Linked DNA regions of Cricetulus griseus: region 2 is linked to region 1. A link is a contact called in public Micro-C data. All regions are on one chromosome and are shown on one strand. The core of a region is the stretch at or near the end of the contact, and the rest is flanking DNA. Distances in the headings are between cores, read along the strand shown.

Region 1 (2,765 bases), core at 198-2,697:
TATGAAGTTTAACTTTCATTCTTATGGCTTTAAACATCAGTTGGTGAGTCCCAAATACACATATCCTCTAAGCAATTCTCAATTCTGGAACTAACTTCCTATTCAAAATTTCTGCTTGTCCTTTGCATCTCAGATGAAGTGACCTCTATGGGCTTAGACAAGAAGACCTTTGAAGTTGTAAACCACAAAGATGTCCAATTCCTAGCAAATCTTGTAAACACAACCTTCAAAATGGATGCAGTATCCAATCATTTCTCCACATGCCTATTATTACTTCCTTGTTCTGAGCCACTGTTACAAGTCACTTGGATGGTGCAAATGGTGTCCCCATTTCCTTTATGCTAAATTTGTTCCCCAAGCTCTTTATAGTTTACATTGGAGTTATCTTTTGAAAACATGGGCTAGAAAAATTCCTTTTCTCCCACAGCTTTCATCAGCACTGACAATGTGGCTACCTTTCATGTCTGGTCTTACCTACTATCTGTCTCCCCCTTGCACACCCCAACTTCCCGAGCATGACAGGCACGTCTCTGCCTTTCTGATGGCTGTTCTTTCTGCCTGAAATGTTCTTGCGCAGATCGGAACTTGACTAACACACAAAACTCATCTTTGCCCAAATAGCTCCCACCCAACAACGCCTAAACACTGCGGACTCCCACATCCACTAGTGAACTAATCCGTACCTTTTAGCTCGCTCAAATTTCTTGTTGGCACCATATGCCAAGTTACATAACGGTCTTATATTTATTCTCTGCATAAAATGTAAGGTCCACGAGGGCATGGATCTTTGTGTTTTACTCCCTGAGGAAACCTGCGGGCCGAGAACAGTACCTGACCCACGACGGGAGTCAAACGAAACATTTAGTCCGTTGAAGGTAAACGCCGGTCAGTACAGGTGTTTTGAGAAGAGGCGAAAAAGGTCAGGGAGATTACAAACTTGAAAACGGCCCAGCAGAGAGCCGTGCCACGCTCCCTTCTGACAACTAAGCATTATTTAGAAAACAGCGAGGAGCGACTTCAACGTCTGCTCAAACTAGATGCCTCGGCCATCTCCAATCTTTTAAGGTGGCGACAGCTGCAGAACTGCGGCGTTCCCTCCTCACGGTGGAGATGGAGCGGGGGCGCTTGGTTCCGGTGTCTGAGCCAGACGCGCGTCCACCGAGCGCGGCCTGAGGAGAGCGGGAAGGCGGCTGCTCCCGCGCGGCCGCGTCTGCCTGGGGGCGGCTTCCGGCGGCCACAGCGCTCGCTACCGCCCGCCCCGCCGCGGCTCCCCCGCTCCCGGCCCCGCCGCCCCCTACCTGAGGGAAGGCGCTTCCGCCGCGGCGCTAGCAGAGCCGGGCAGGGTGCCCGCCGCGACCACCTCCTCAGCCACGGAAACCACAGCGCTGGGCCAGTGACCCGGAAGTGCTTGTGTGACCCGGAGGTGACGCCACGAGAGCCACCGGTGGCCCCCACCTCTGCTTCCGAGAAGGCGAGGGCCTCTCCTGCTTGGGCGGGGGAACCCCAAGCCCGCGGGGCGTCTCACATGCTAGCCCGAGTTTAGCCCAGCGAGCTGTTTTGTGAGTCGTTAATTCTTTTCGTTTGGAAGACCTAATACTGAAGCAAATACGTGGTGGCTGTTCTGAATTTCAGAATCTCAAGATTCCTTTTGGTAGCAGCTTTCAGTGTTTGGCTTTCTGCTTTGAAAACAGCAGTTATGTGCACAGCAGATGGCCAGCGAGTATTTGAGTTGTGATTTTGGGGTCAGTGCAAAAACCCGAGGTCTGATAATGAAACAGGTACACCTTTGTGCCATGCTGTGTTTTCCCTTTTAGCCTTTTTGTTTGGTTTTTCGAGACAGGGTTTCTCTGTGTAACAGCCCTGGCTGTCCTGGAACTTACTTTGTAGATCAGGCTGGCCTCGAACTCATAGAGATCCTCCTGCCGCTGCCTTCCGAGTGCTTTTTACTCCCCGCCCCCACCCCCAGTGCTTTTATTTAGCTTTTAAAAACCATATCCTTGTATCCTAGAATAAAATAATCCTAAACTATGAACTATAAGTCTGATTAAAGTTCAAATAATGTTAAGATGTTATACAGGCCGAACTCGTCATCAAGTCAAAAGACTTAGTAGCACCCACACTGCAGGGTAGTAAAGGCCTGCTATTTGAAAGGCTTACCAGATAACTCAAGTGTAAAAGTTAACATAATTAAAGACAAAAAAAACAAGGCACAAATGTATATTCCAACTAATTTATTAAAACGCATTATTAACATTGTAGGATCTGTGCAACAAATTAGGACACACGCTGTATTCATAAGTCCAAAGAAGAGGAAACAGCACATTTGCTTGTCAGTGGCAGCTCACTGACTAGAACCGTAAGCTACAGTAGCCTGCAATCAGACTGAATTCTCACTGAAATGTTCTAGGCCAGTCAATACAATCCAAGATAGCAAAAAATGTCAGTAAGTTAATTTTGTCTAAATGACAGCTGTGAGCTTGTAATGAAAATATCTTTGAAGTATGATTCAAAGTGCAATAGTGTCTGATGAACTCTGAATTGTGGTTTTTGTGAACAGCACCCCAAGGCTGTGCAAGCCAGCATCCCACAATATCAATATCTACTAGTTAGGTTTCTGTAAGTAAACAATGAAGTAACTCTTAGGAGGACAGTTGCCTTTTTGAAGTCTGTATACAAAGGTTCAATGGAGGAGCTGACAGTTATCAAGTTCTTGTCCTGTCAAACTGAATATACAAATACACAAAAACTCAGATTCCAAAGTTTTC
Region 2 (2,795 bases), core at 181-2,680, 65 kb before region 1:
TATTTTAATGAAATCCCCATTTAATGATAGGCTTAGGTAGAAGGGTAAATAATGAACTGAATGAATATTGACTTGTTAAGACTCCAGAAAAAAGAAAATCCTTTTTTTTCCCTCAAATGAACACCCTTCAGCTCAAAGGTGTTCCATGTGAAGGTTCCTGGAAACAGAACAGAGAGAAATGGGTTAAAACACTCTTGAGATCTAAGAAGGGACGTGTGGGGAGAGGCTATGGAAGAGACAGTGAGGAAGGCAGGGTTGTGATGAGAAAGGAGGACATAACTCCTCACAGCAAAATGAAATGTTTATTGTCTGAAGGCTAGACTCCACTTCTCCATGTAGAGGATCCCATGCACCAAGCAATGAAAAGTCTTTTCCACAGTGACCCTGTAGACCACAGGTGTTATACACACAGCTGGCTGGAGGCAGTATAATTTTCTCTTATTTGATTGATGGGAAGTGTGTAATGGTTCTTTTCCCCATGAGTCCCTCCCTATCCAGCAGTGATTCCTGGACTTCATCATTCCAGCAAGAAAATGACCTGTCCTTGATACCCATAGGTCTTGATAATGCATTTCCAGAGAATCCACATCTAGTCAGAACATCTACAATCACATGTTCAGCCTTGAGCTGGGCCACCATAGCTGTAAACCTGGCAGTTACTATGATGTCAAGGAGGAGAGGTCAGTGATATTACCAGAAGAGACACAGTCATTGCTTCCCATCTGGCCCTATCGACACAGCAAATTCCCCGATGTCTCTCCAGCCTCTGTGCTCTGCCAACACTCTTATCTGAAGTACAGAGTAAATGCTTAATCTCACCTCTCTTGTCTTCTGCATATCTGTAATTATTTTTATGCCTCTATTGATTCCGTGCATGCTGGTTACATGAATCTTTTTTCGTCTTCCTCATGGATGCTGACATTTGGGGTTGAGCCCTGAGAACTGAGGCCTGCCTATAAACTTTTGTCTGCTTTAGTGAATTATTCTACTACTTTTTCTTGCTGATTCTTTTCCTAATTTCCTTAAATAAACTTTTGTGCACCCTGACCCCTCCCAGACTCCTTCAATTTTGAAAACATCCCTCTGAAGCATGATTGTCTACCTACATCTTGTCTTTTCTTTGGGCAGGTAACTAAGTAAACTACTTTAACAAATTCCATCCCTTACTATCCGTGAGGTCCCATGGCCATAATTCAGTCAAGAAATGCTTATAAGGCACCTACTGTGTGCTATATTCTGTTCTGGGCACTGCAAATACATCAGTGAAAGAAAAATAAACCAACCTATTCACAGTGGGAGGAGACAGGCAATAAACACAATGAATCAGCAAATTAATTGAAAAAGAGGGCTGATTATAAAGTGGGTGATCAGCCAGTGGAGAGTCTGTCTGTGAAGGTGATGACTAAGGAGTGAGCCATTTCCTTCACTGGAAAAGAACATTTAGGGGCCAGCACGGTATCTCAGTGGGTTCTTGTTGCAGAGCTTAATAACCTGAACTCAATCCCTGGGTCCCACATAGGAGAAGTGAACTGACTCCTACACACACACACACACACACACACACACACACACACACACAGAGAGAGAGAGAGAGAGAGAGAGAGAGAGAGAGAGAGAGAGAGAGAGAGAGACAGAGACACAGAGAGAGCATGCAAACATACAGATATACAGATACTGGGAATAGAACACAGGTGAGTACAAAGGCTTTGAGGAAGGAGATGCTTCTGTGGGGGAAATCGCCAGGGATCCATAATGAGAGCTAGGGGAAGAGAAGTAGAAAAGGAAGAAATGACCATAGATGTGGCAGAGGGCCAACTATGTAAGCAAGCTTTGTTTGCCTGGGGCAGGAACCAGTTGGATGCTTGTCAGTGAAGGAGAGATGTGATCTGATTGATGTTTTAGCTTGGTGTCTCCAGATGCTTTGTGGAAGATGGCCAGGCTGAGGGCAGAAAATCACGTAAGTTGGCAGTGTGTCCTCAGAGTGTTGACAGTGGCTGGTGACTACAGAATCTTGAGTATCAAGAAAAATAATTTGGACTTGATTGAAAGCCATTGAGAAATTATGGAAGATAAGAATGGGTTGGAGATTTATGTAATCTGCCTGTTCTAAGGCCCTCAGTAATAAGTCTGTGTGTACTTGAGAATCTGCCTTCAGACAGCATTGTAGGGATTGGAGAGATGACTGCAGGTAAAGGCACTTGTCCTGCAAGCCCAGCTACCTGAGTTCAATCCCTGGACTTGTGTGAAGATAGTAGAAAATAGACTCCACAGAGTTACCTTTTGACTACCACATGTGTGAGTTGGCATGTGCACCCAACTCCTCCACCCCCTCCCACACATTCACTTAAACAGATAACATCTTAGAACATAATTGCTTGCAGGGCTGTGTGGACTTCCTCTACAAAGACTCTCTCAAAAAAAAATTCATAAGGGAAGCATAGATGGAGCCCATTGGGATCAATCTTGAATCAATAAGGAAATCAGGACAGATCACATCTGAGCCCATCTGTGACCTAGCCCCTGCCACACTGGCGACTGCTTGAAAAACTGTCCCAGCTTAACTACCTACCCACTCACAGCCGGTGCCATGGCAGCTTGGTTAAATCCCTGAGCTTGGCATTGAGAAGTCAGGGTTCTAATCTAACTCCACCTGGCTAAAACCCCAGACCCTTCCAGCCTGGAGCTTTCTGTCTACTAAAATGAAGATGGTGGACTAGGGCCGTGGGGTTTTTTTCCACCCTGACTGAGCAATTTAAAAGTTTTGTGCCTTGTAACTCATTCAACCCTTAACTTGC

The links. A called contact is a pair of places that touch in the nucleus more often than the background predicts.
Region 2: a Micro-C map of the CHO-K1 cell line shows a contact between it and region 1, with 2.4 times the contacts expected there. The contact joins the enhancer-like site here to the promoter of Gtf2a2 in region 1. A contact is called at or near these places in 3 of 8 Hi-C or Micro-C datasets (the CHK-Q cell line and the CHO-K1 cell line).

The regions. Positions count from the first base shown.
Region 1 is chr4:181,547,055-181,549,819 of CriGri-PICRH-1.0, reverse strand. It overlaps Gtf2a2 (transcription initiation factor IIA subunit 2), which reads right to left and starts at 1,447. Exons shown (of 4, transcript XM_027411253.2): 1 at 1,299-1,447. Bnip2 (BCL2/adenovirus E1B 19 kDa protein-interacting protein 2) reads right to left here. Exons shown (of 10, transcript XM_027411248.2): 10 at 2,217-2,765.
Region 2 is chr4:181,611,781-181,614,575 of CriGri-PICRH-1.0, reverse strand. No RefSeq gene overlaps it. Among named protein-coding and RNA genes, the nearest start is that of Gcnt3, 40 kb to the right of the region's middle. Within about 2 kb of position 1,430, at least 2 of the 6 cell types and tissues checked have open chromatin away from gene starts, as enhancers often do. A contact at or near this core is called in the CHO-K1 cell line, where this site is marked.